4 separate regions of the Mus musculus genome follow, and regions 2, 3 and 4 are each linked to region 1. A link is a contact called in public HiChIP or PLAC-seq and promoter capture Hi-C data. All regions are on one chromosome and are shown on one strand. Each heading gives the region's core, a stretch centred on a gene start, on an enhancer-like site or on the middle of the called end of the contact. The rest is flanking DNA. Distances are from core to core; before and after follow the strand shown. Region 1 holds the start of Tmem25 (transmembrane protein 25). Region 2 holds the start of Tagln (transgelin). Region 3 holds the start of Rnf214 (ring finger protein 214). Region 4 holds the start of Sidt2 (SID1 transmembrane family, member 2).

Region 1 (2,852 bases), core at 94-2,593:
AGAGGTAACTCCACTTGTAGAGGCTTGGATTCCTGCAGACTAGCTGTGAAGAGGGAAACTGAGCTGGTCCCAGAGCTGCTCAGTCTGCAGTCCCAACCTGGACCTCTGAGGGAAACTCAGCCTTTCTCCACGATGGTGCTGAGCAATGCAAGGGCCCTGGCAGCCTCTTTAGGAAACTGGAGACTATGAATAGAGGCAGGGTCCAAAGAAAGCAGCCCGTGGACCTAACAGAAACCCTAAGCTGGCTGCCTGAGGTTCCGGGATGAGTTCTGAAACTCAATCCAAGTACGTTCCTCTGAGAATCACGAAAATAAAACAGTGCAGCCAGCTCTGGCTCCACGACCTTCTTCCAATGAAATAAGATACAGAGTAATGAAGACCGTGGAGATAATGAAGGAGAAAAATGGGGAACGTGCCGCTTTCGTAGTCTGCATTGGAAAAGAGGAAACAGTTCTGTTAGCTAATGAGATTTCTTGAACTCTAGGGTTCAAAGTGGGCCACCAAACACACAGTAGGTGCTAGGCTCCACTTGTGTGAACTACGACTATTTGATAATTGATGGATTCACTAACACAGTGGCCAGATCCTCTAGAAAACATTCACGTTTGGGTGCATTAATGTTAGGACATACCAGGAACAAGGCCAAGGAGAGCCTTGGACTTTGATCTCAGCTCTGCCCGTGGGCGGCCCACAAGCCAATTGTAGCAACCCTTCATCTCGGGTTAGAAATAATCCCTCGTGGTTCAAAAGTCTGCTGCACGAAGGAGGGGATGGGCTGCTCTGCTCGGCAGGTGGGCGGGGGCTCGGTTGCCCACACCCGGCTGACCTGCGCCGCCCTCTCCCTGTCCGCCCGCAGGCGCCCTGGAGGACTTGGAGCGCGCGGTGACATTGAGCGGCGGCCGGGGTCGCGCCGCCCGCCAGAGCTTCGTGCAGAGCGGGCTACTGGCGAGATTTCAGGGCCGGGACGACGACGCCCGCAGGGACTTCGAGAAGGCTGCGCGACTGGGCAGCCCGTTCGCACGGCGCCAGCTAGTGCTGCTCAACCCGTACGCCGCGCTGTGCAACCGCATGCTGGCCGACATGATGGGGCAGCTGCGCGCGCCCAGCAACGGGCGCTGAGCGTGGCCGGCCGAATGATGGAGAGGGGGACCCTGACCCAACCAGGACCCAATAAAACTTCCGGGACTCTCGGACTGCGTCTGCTCTGTGTCCGCCTGCTTACTAACCAGCCTCACGGTGGAGGCCTTGGCGGGGGTAGGGAGGAGGCGGGACAGGGCGGGGCTGGAACGGCCACCTGCCCTTGCTCGGGCAGCGATTGGTCCTGCCTGGCGCGGGCCCCGCCCTTGCAGCGGACTGCGGTGCTCAGCCTTCTTGAGCAATTGCTGGGGCTCACTCTGGGAGGGAGCCAGGTGAGCTGACCCGAAAGCAGGATGCTCCAGCGACCCTCGGATCCGCGACGCTCTCTTGCTAGGCCCAAGTCCACCTGAGCAGCCGAGATTGGAAAAGCGGTGCATGGCGAGATATGGGAGGGAGAGCCAAGGCCAGCGAGGAGTGAACCGGGTCAAGAGAAGGACGATCGTTTGGGGGGGAAGGGGAAGGGCGCCTGTGCATGTCTGTCTGTCTGTCTGTCTGTCTGTGGTCATCTACTGTCAGTGCTGGCCTCTATGCCCGCACAGAGACGAAGTGTTGCCATAGGGTCTCTTCCTTTGGGTCTTGCTGATTGTGTCTATTTGTGCCGGTGTCTTGGCCACTGTGGGCCAGTCTACATCAGTGCATGGTAAATTATTGCAGGAATTGTTAGGCCTACATGGCTGGTACTCTTCTCTCAGCAGCCTGGAGGCCGGTCCCTGATCACCATGGAATTGCCTCTAAGCCAAGCTACCCTCCGGCACACACTGCTGCTCCTTCCTGCCCTCTTAAGTTCAGGTATACCCCAGTTCATCCTTTGGCCAAACCCTCCTTGCTTGCATCTCCTCTCACGATACCCACTCCAGTCTCCAGGGCTGGGTTCCCCTATCCCTACTTCCCTACCATAAGTCTATGCAGATCCTGGTCAGAGAAACCAGCTGCCCTGTCTCTTGGCCTGCTGCCTCTCTGTAACTGAACCTCACTGTGGTCTCTCCAAGTGCCTCCCAGCGGCTGCCTGCTGTGTTCCAGGTCAAGGGGAGCTGGCGCCGCAAATTGATGGTCAGACCTGGGCTGAGAGAGCGCTTAGGGAGAATGAGCACCATGCCTTCACCTGTCGGGTTGCAGGAGGTTCTGCCACTCCCCGATTAGCCTGGTACCTGGATGGACAGCTACAGGAGGCCACCACCTCCCGACTGCTGAGTGTGGGTGGGGACGCCTTCTCTGGAGGAACCAGCACTTTCACTGTTACTGCCCAGCGCTCCCAACATGAGCTTAACTGCTCCCTGCAGGACCCAGGGAGTGGCCGGCCAGCCAATGCCTCTGTCATCCTCAATGTGCAATGTAAGTATCCCTGAGACAGTCTTACTACATTGCCTAGGCTGGACTCAAACTTGCCAATCCCCTGCCTCGGCCTCTAGAGTGCTGAGATTACTCATACGCATGACACATTTAGCTTTAACAGGACATTCATAAACACGATATGAGAGAATTTCTATTTTCATCCCTATTTTACAAATGAGAAATTGAGGCACAAGTTAAGCAGCTGCCCAACATTTTGAGATTTAATTGCCCAACAATTAAGAAGTAGGTCCAGGATGCAAATTTAGACCTTTGTCTGGCTCTCTACTCTTTTTATTTTTATGCTTTGAGACTTTTTCCAGGGGTGACTTTGAGCTTCTGATCTTCTTGCTTCTGCCTCCCCAGTGCAGAGACCATAGGGTATG
Region 2 (2,700 bases), core at 89-2,588, 1.1 Mb before region 1:
GCCCTCCTGGAACCCACTCTGTAGACCAGGCTGGCCTTGAACTCAGAAATCTGCCTGCCTCTGCCTCCCGAGTGCTGGGATTAAAGGCGTGTGCCCATCGAGGAGGGAGATTTTATTTAGATTATAAAAAGGACGGGATTTGGGGAATCCTGTCTAGTGAATTCAGGACGTAATCAGTGGCTGGAAAGCAAGAGCTCTAGAGGAGCTCCAGCTTATTATGACCCTTCCTTCAGATGCCACAAGGAGGTGCTGGAGTTCTATGCACCAATAGCTTAAACCAGCCAGGCTGGCTGTAGTGGATTGAGCGTCTGAGGCTGCACCTCTCTGGCCTGCAGCCAGTTCTGGGTGAGACTGACCCTGCCTGAGGGTTCTCTCCTTCCCTCTCTCTACTCCTTTCTCCCTCTCCCTCTCCCTCTCTCTGTTTCCTGAGGTTTCCAGAATTGGGGATGGGACTCAGAGACACCACTAAAGCCTTACCTTTTAAGAAGTTGCATTCAGTGAGTGTGTGAGACATAGCACAGATAGGGGCAGAGGAGAGCTGGTTCTGTCTCCACTGTGTTTGGTCTTGGGTACTGAACTCAGACCATCAGGTGTGATAGCAGTTGTCTTTAACCCTAACCCTGAGCCTGTCTCACCTGTCCCTTCCCAAGACCACTGAAGCTAGGTGCAAGATAAGTGGGGACCCTTTCTGAGGTGGTAGGATCTTTCACGATAAGGACTATTTTGAAGGGAGGGAGGGTGACACTGTCCTAGTCCTCTTACCCTAGTGTCTCCAGCCTTGCCAGGCCTTAAACATCCGCCCATTGTCACCGCTCTAGAAGGGGCCAGGGTTGACTTGCTGCTAAACAAGGCACTCCCTAGAGAAGCACCCGCTAGAAGCATACCATACCTGTGGGCAGGATGACCCATGTTCTGCCATGCACTTGGTAGCCTTGGAAAGGCCACTTTGAACCTCAATTTTCTCAACTGTTAAATGGAGTGGTAACTGCTATCTCATAATAAAGGGGAACGTGAAAGGAAGGCGTTTGCATAGTGCCTGGTTGTGCAGCCAGGCTGCAGTCAAGACTAGTTCCCACCAACTCGATTTTAAAGCCTTGCAAGAAGGTGGCTTGTTTGTCCCTTGCAGGTTCCTTTGTCGGGCCAAACTCTAGAATGCCTCCCCCTTTCTTTCTCATTGAAGAGCAGACCCAAGTCCGGGTAACAAGGAAGGGTTTCAGGGTCCTGCCCATAAAAGGTTTTTCCCGGCCGCCCTCAGCACCGCCCCGCCCCGACCCCCGCAGCATCTCCAAAGCATGCAGAGAATGTCTCCGGCTGCCCCCGACAGACTGCTCCAACTTGGTGTCTTTCCCCAAATATGGAGCCTGTGTGGAGTGAGTGGGGCGGCCCGGGGTGGTGAGCCAAGCAGACTTCCATGGGCAGGGAGGGGCGCCAGCGGGCGGCAGAGGGGTGACATCACTGCCTAGGCGGCCTTTAAACCCCTCACCCAGCCGGCGCCCCGGCCCGTCTGCCCCAGCCCAGACACCGAAGCTACTCTCCTTCCAGTCCACAAACGACCAAGCCTTGTAAGTGCAAGTCATGGGAGCAGAAGGGCTGTGGGCTCAATTAGATCCCCTAGTCTCTTCTAGTTTGCTGGGTGGAATTGGGTCCCTAGAGACCATTCTCTGTGTTAGACAAAAAGTCTGGGTTAAAATGCCTAGGATGATTTGACTGGGGCAAAAGAATAAATGGGGTGAGAGGGAGGCTCAAATTTCAGTCACTGTCCCACCCATAGGTGTATGGGCTATGTGTTAGGCCCAAAGAGGTGACAAATGAGGCCAAGGGAACAACTCCATCTTTGGATCTCCAAGAAGGTGAGGGGCTAAGTTCTGGAAAGCAGTGACCCACTGATGGTCCCCAGGGCTAATGCAACTCGGGGGAGCCAGGAGGTAGCCCCCTCAGGCAGTGGAGGACTAAAGATCTTATTTTTTGTAGCGCTAGGGATCAAACCCCAGGGCGCTATGTGTGGCAGGCATGTGCTCCATCTACCACAGAAGTTTAATGCTTCAGACTAGCCTGGGATAGGGCCTGCTTTTTCTTTCCTTTTCTCTCTCTCTCTCTCTCTCTCTCTCTCTCTCTCTCTCTCTCTCTCTCTCTTTCTTTCCTTTTCTCTCTTTCACTCTCTCTTTCTAATTTTCTTTTTCTTTTTTTCTTTCTTTTCTTTAGACAGGGTTTCTCTGTGTAGCCCTGGCTGTTCTGGAACTCACTCTTTAGACCAGGCTGGCCTCGAACTCAGAAATCTACCTGCCTCTGCCTCCCAAGTGCTGGGATTAAAGGCGTGTGCCACCACTGCCCAGCTAAGGTTTGCTTTTTCATGGCAGCTTGGTCCAGTTTGAAAGTAGGAGGTCAGTCCACTGTAGGCAGATAGGTGACAGGTGGCAGATAGGTGACAGATAGGTGACAGGTGGAGGAGCTTTGGAACTGGGACTGGACAGCCCTGGGACCCCTGTTCCTCCCAAAGGGTCTTGGTGGTTCCCCTTGGGGCTCTCTAAAGGATGTCAGTGGGCTGTTGCCACATCTATATAAGAGGACTAGTCTTCTGGAATTTAGGTGTGATCTCTCAGGGATGCAGAAATGCTCACCCTTACTGTCATTTTATGGGCTGAGGTACCACAGGCAGATATACCCTGGTTCTGCTTGTTGTCCAGGGTCTCTGCTACATGG
Region 3 (2,700 bases), core at 152-2,651, 1.1 Mb before region 1:
ATTTGCTTCTTTAAGGGCTTAGCAAGACCTAACTGTCAATCAGGGAGAAAGCCAGATAATGGAAATAAAATGTAGTATAAGTGCATGTGGGTAACTGGGAGAGAGGAAATGACTGGCAAGAAGGACTAAGGAGCTGGCCCCGTCTCACCAAGTTGGATTTTCAGTGAGGGCACAGGCTCCAGCCCTGTCTTCAACCACTCAAAGGGGAAAAAACCCCACCAAATTAGAACTTTCGAGCAACTGTGGGGGCAGGAACAAGGCACATGTGGGGTCTTGAGCTCATTTAAAACTCACTACTGTCTACCAAGCCCACACTGCAGCAGTCTTGGTGTCCAGACATACACTTGGATGGTACCGACTTAAAACATTCTGGAAAGACTGTTTTACCAAAGACTCCTTGGACCTCCCTTCCTCTGTATACCAGGCTGGCCTGGAACTCAAGAGAGCCAGCCTGCTTCCGCTTCCAGAGTGCTGGGATAACAAAGGTGTGTGCCACCAACATCCGGCTTAAACAAGCTTTCTTTATATAATAAAGGTTGGCTGAGAACTCTTGCTTCCACCCCTTTACTGCTGTTATTATAGGTGTGGGCCACCATGTCCTTAAGTTCCATGGCATATTTCCTATTACATTCTTCCTGCCCCTGGGGCTGCTTCAATTTGGCCCAAGATACCCAGGTGTCTTCCCTAGTCTGCATATAAGTAAATCCAAAGTCTGGTTTGATAGCAGCCATCCACTCAGGCAGGCTCCTACAATCTCTGTAGGTTCCAACAGAGATTTCTGGAAGAGAAACCGAGTTTTGTTTTTGTTTTGTTTTGTTTGTTTGTTTGTTTTTTTCTCCCTGTGGTCCAGAGGCACAGCAGCACTTATTCTCAGACCTCTGAGCAAGAAATCTTAAGCACTTTCTGAAAATAGACTCCCATCACCCTCAACTAAGGTAGACGGGCACCTTTCCTGCTCAAGATTCTGCTCTTAAACCACCGTCCTTCAAGCCCCGCCTCCCCACTCACAGGAACCAGGGTCTGTACAGAGTGAGTTTTCTGATGCCCCCACTCCCACGCGGACTCAGCTGCTCCGTGCAATGTGCCTCTCTCTCCTTAGGACCGATGCTGTCCGGAACCTACGACCCGGAGACCCGGTCCCTCTGGGGTCGCCCACGCCAGGACCCAAGGTGCCCTCAGCGAAGGACCTCCTCCGCAGACGCCGACCAGCCCCGGTCCATGGTCCCCCGTATATCCGAGGTCCAGCCTCCACTACATTTCTTCCCGACTCACCCACAGCCTCTGTTGCTACTGTCGCTGCTGCTGCTGCCGCCGCAGCCCCCACCCTACGGAAACTCTCGGCTTCCCCGGAGCCGGAGGCGCCACTGACAGCGACATCACTTCCGCCCGGCGCCGCAGCCAATCAGCGGCTGGGCCTGCGGCCTCTTGACCAGCGGGCCGAGCTCCGGGCGCTCCGCCGACAGCTTCTGTCACAGGCCCGTGAGGGCTGTGGGAGTTCCGGCGCCTCGAATCCTCGTGTCCTCCGCCACAGGACCCCCTCCGCCACAGGGCCCTCGTCCTTCATGGCGTCCTCTGTAAGGACCATCCCGGTTCCGACCTCTAAACACCCCTCGCGGCTCTTCTCCGTCGGACTGCCATAGCCTTGACTCTTCCCCATAAACTCCTCAGAGAGGCTCTCGCCTCCATCCGGCCGCCGTCTCTCTGGCCCGCGTGTCCCTCGGGCTCCGCTTGGGTCTCAGGGCTGGTCCCCTCAGCGGCTCCGTTGTCCGGTCGCTGTCCGCGCCTGCCGCCAGAGGGCGCCGTCGGTGGCGGCCGCTCACCCCGCGGGTTCCGCTCCTCTCGCCGCCCCGGCCTCGCCCCCTTGCGCTCGCGCCGCCGGAAGTGGGAGGTGCCGCGCGCGGGCCAGCGCTCGACCCCTCCCCCAGGCTTGGCCGCCCCCTCCCCCGCTCCGCCCGCTCAGGTGCGTCCCTTCCCTCCCCCCCGCTTGGCTCCCCGGGGGCGCGGCGCGGGAGGTGTGTGCGGGGCGGCGCGCGCGGGTCGGGACGGCGGGACTAGGGGGGCGCGGCGGAGGAGGAGGGGGCGGCGGGGAGGGGGCGGCGGGGACAGGGGCGGGAGCCCGGCCTGGGAGTGGGACGGGAGCTGGCGGCCGGTGAGGACGGAGGGGAAGGGGTGGAGGTGGCGCTGGCCAGTGCCAAGGGCCAGCGTAGCGGCAGCTCCCTGTGAAGAGTGGCGGTGACCACCCGGCGCAGCTTCCCCCCATTGTCCCCTTCTGCGTCGCCGCCTGACTGGTGACCATCACTGCCTTGCGGGATTCCCTTGGGCACACTGGGCTCTTGAGCCAGATGTGCGACCCCACCCCCCATCCCTCTCGTTTGGGGCTCTAGCTGCGGAGTTTCACGTATGACCCTTGCCCTAAGGTTTTCGTTTACTGGGCATCGGTGACCCAGACCTTGTTCCCTGTTGGAGGCAATGATCTCGACCCTATTGTAGGCAGACTGATTGCATCCGAGATGCAATAATGGCGTTTCAGGGCCCATTTTCACCTAGGAGCTTTTTATTATGAGAGGAAACTGAGGCACTGAGCTGTGACTATTGATTCAGCCCGACTCGGTATCTGCTCTTGTGCATTCTTCTGGGTTCAGAGATATTCTATTCATGGGATGCTGTCAAAATAAAAGCAGGAATGGGAACTAATCCTAC
Region 4 (2,770 bases), core at 266-2,765, 1.2 Mb before region 1:
ATTCCATGCCTTCTGTGGCAAATCAATCTTCCTTTGTGCTGAGAACTTGGTTTGGGGCTCCCTGAACCGATACTTTTCCTAACAGGATGGAACCCAAGTGTGTGTGTGTGTGTATGTGTGTGTCTGTGTGTCTGTGTGTGTGTCTGTGTTCTTTGTAATGACCTTTAATTACATATTGTGTATATGTGTATGTTTCAGAGGTGCTACAGCATGCATGTGGAGGGCGGATGACAACTTGCAGAGTCAGGTTTTTCCCCTCTTCCACCTTTTGGGTCCCAGAGATGGTCATCAGGCATCTTGGCAAGCACCCGCACCCACTGAGACACTTCATCCACCCTTGTACATGTGTGTGTGTGTGTGTGTGTGTGTGTGTATATATATATATATAATTTATTATTGTTCATGTGTCTGTGTGTGAAGTGCGCAAGCACATGTTGCCAGGTGTCTGTGGAAGTCAGAGAACAAATTTGTGGAGTTAGTTCTCTCCTCCCTGGTGTAGAGCTCAGGCCGGGCTTTCCATGGCAAGTGCCTCTTCCTGATAAGCCATCTCAGCTCGGTTCTTGTGCATATTTTCCTATTTATGTCTGAAGTTTGGATTATATACCACTTATATAATGTTATTCTTGAATTCCCTCCTTAGATGTCCCTTTGATGGTATTAAGAATCTATCTGCTTAACTTCATAGTAGTATCTCTGACCACCTCTTCCTTCACTGTGAACAAGCAGTTTCCTTTGAGCTTTCTCAAGATCACAGGGATGCAAATTGCTGTCCCCATATTTTATTTGTATTTCTTATTCGTAGGACACAGTCCCTGGAGTGGAATGACTGGGTTGAAGGGTATAGAGCTCTTTTAAGCCTAAGCCAAAACAGTTCCTCAGAAAGGTTTTTGCCAGTTGACAACGAAAGGTCAGAATCTTTCCGTGGGCTTTGTTCAAACAAACAAAGCAGTTTCTGCAGAGTAGGGACAGAGCTCACAGGTTGGAAGGCATCCTGGTTATGGTGCCCTGGTTCTGGTTATCCCCTCTACTGTGAGAGGGGAGCGGCCGCTGAGCTGCTCTCAGTGGGCAGGCGCTTTTATGAGCCAATGAGGGAAAAAGAATGATGCTGGGGTAATGATTTTGGAGCACAATTCCTGTCTTGAGCAAAGAAATCATCTGTCAGCAAGACCCTGCACTTACTGGGCTCTGTGAATCTTGCCAGCAATGCCAACACCCAGCAGTAGAGGTGGGAGGAGGATCAGGCGTTCAAGACTCTCCAAACTTACACGACCAGTTCCAGACCAGCCTGAGTTATGTGAGCCGTCTCAAAAAGCCAAAAAAACGCGGACCACAAAAGCAAGAATCCAATACTTAGTGATCCTTCGTGAAAAACCCAACTCCAGACGCTCACAGGACAGCGAAGGAAGGAGGCGGCGACGGCTGCGTGGGAAGTAGAGGCAGCCTGGCCCTTTAAATCCGCGTCGGTTTCCCATGACGTAAGCGGGCGGGCACAGCCCGCTGTTTACCGCGGCGCAGCTCCTGGTAGCTCCGAGTTCTGCGCCGCGTCCGCCGCCCTTAAAGGGCCCGCGTCCGGGAAGCCTTCGGGCCAGGGCCACCGCCGCCTCGGCTCTCCGGGCGCGAGCGGACGCCGGGTCTCCAGCCGGGCTGGGCCGGGCTGGGCCGGGCTGGGGTAGCGGGTCGCGGTGCCGCCCTCGCGAGCCGGGATCCGCGCGAGGCCCAGGAGCGGCTCCAGGGAGGGGACGCGTCCTATCTGAGGCCGGGGTTAAAGTTCTGGTCCCGGTGAGATGCTGGAAGCTGCTGCGGCAGCCGCAACGCGCCCGGTCGCCGTCCCGTCGCCAATCCCCGCCGTCCCGGGCCATGATCGCCTGGCGTCTGCCCTTGTGCGTGCTCTTGGTGGCCTCCGTCGAGAGCCACCTGGGGGCCCTGGGGCCCAAGAACGTCTCGCAGAAAGACGCGGAGTTTGAGCGCACCTACGCGGACGACGTCAACAGCGAGCTGGTCAACATCTACACCTTCAACCACACCGTGACCCGCAACCGGGTGAGCGCGGGACTCCACGGGCGGCCGAGCGGGTGGGCGCCCGGCCTGGACTTGATGCTGCCCCTTTCCTCTCCGCCAGCCTTTGAGCCGCCCTCCCCCTGCCAAGACCTGGTTTCCACCAGCATTCCCGGGCAGCTCCAGCGGGGCAGCTTGGGAAGTTCCCTGCCACCAGCTGTGATCAGGACCGGTCTGGTCTGCTCTGTGACCTGGCTCTCAATCTAGCTCTCAGTCTGTGAGGTCGGGGTGAGGGGAAAACAGGCTCCCAGCCTTGCGTGGCTCAGACAACTCCAGATGGGGCCAACTTAGAATTGAAAGAGCTCGGTCACAGGGAGGTGAAGGAGACAGACCTCCTTGCCTCAGAAAGCCAGCTGGCCTTGTAAGTTGAAGGTGACAAGATAAGGCCCTCGAAGGCTGAGTGGCAAGAGAAAAGGGAGTTTGTTTCTAAGACAGAACTATCTCCGACTTCTTACTCATTTCTTCCCAGTAGTGAAAGTAGAAAGAAGGCTGGCAGAGCTGGGCCCAGGCAGAGCACAGCCTGGGAGATTCTTGCTGCCTGGCTGTGTGGCCTGCCTAGCTCTCTTGCTCATTCTCCAAGGCCCGATCTGGATTGACTCGGAAGCACTGGAGTTGAGGAGGAGGCACCTGAGGCTTTCTTTGGGAGGGAGAGGAGTTTGGTTTCTGGCAGGCCATGATCAACCATCAGGATCCATTTCCTTGAAGTCTGATCTCC

Evidence for each region. Promoter capture Hi-C pulls out the DNA fragments that hold promoters and counts their contacts. HiChIP or PLAC-seq counts read pairs in DNA pulled down with a chosen protein or histone mark.
Region 2: a promoter capture Hi-C map of liver shows a contact between it and region 1, with 5 times the contacts expected there. The contact joins the promoter of Tagln here to the promoter of Tmem25 in region 1.
Region 3: a contact with region 1 is called in a promoter capture Hi-C map of liver, with 5 times the contacts expected there. The contact joins the promoter of Rnf214 here to the promoter of Tmem25 in region 1. A contact is called at or near these places in 6 of 39 promoter capture datasets (cranial neural crest, embryonic stem cells, hippocampal neurons and 2 more) and 1 of 115 datasets of contacts at active chromatin or transcription factors (forebrain).
Region 4: a contact with region 1 is called in an H3K27ac HiChIP or PLAC-seq map of embryonic stem cells, with 3 times the contacts expected there. The contact joins the promoter of Sidt2 here to the promoter of Tmem25 in region 1. A contact is called at or near these places in 4 of 39 promoter capture datasets (hippocampal neurons, liver and pre-B cells) and 3 of 115 datasets of contacts at active chromatin or transcription factors (embryonic forebrain, embryonic stem cells and stem cell-derived neural progenitor cells).

Annotation. Positions count from the first base shown.
Region 1 is chr9:44,797,738-44,800,589 of GRCm38.p6, reverse strand. It overlaps Tmem25 (transmembrane protein 25), which reads left to right and starts at 1,343. Exons shown (of 8, transcript NM_001357385.1): 1 at 1,343-1,926; 2 at 2,158-2,469. The coding sequence starts at 1,857. It overlaps Ttc36 (tetratricopeptide repeat domain 36), which reads left to right. Exons shown (of 3, transcript NM_138951.1): 3 at 857-1,190. The coding sequence ends at 1,119.
Region 2 is chr9:45,934,696-45,937,395 of GRCm38.p6, reverse strand. It overlaps Tagln (transgelin), which reads left to right and starts at 1,338. Exons shown (of 5, transcript NM_011526.5): 1 at 1,338-1,562.
Region 3 is chr9:45,905,612-45,908,311 of GRCm38.p6, reverse strand. It overlaps Rnf214 (ring finger protein 214), which reads left to right and starts at 1,401. Exons shown (of 14, transcript NM_178709.5): 1 at 1,401-1,960. Pcsk7 (proprotein convertase subtilisin/kexin type 7) reads right to left here and starts at 1,743. Exons shown (of 17, transcript NM_008794.2): 1 at 1,273-1,743.
Region 4 is chr9:45,953,994-45,956,763 of GRCm38.p6, reverse strand. It overlaps Sidt2 (SID1 transmembrane family, member 2), which reads left to right and starts at 1,515. Exons shown (of 26, transcript NM_172257.4): 1 at 1,515-2,040. The coding sequence starts at 1,858. A830035O19Rik (RIKEN cDNA A830035O19 gene) reads right to left here. Exons shown (of 1, transcript NR_152206.1): 1 at 766-2,770.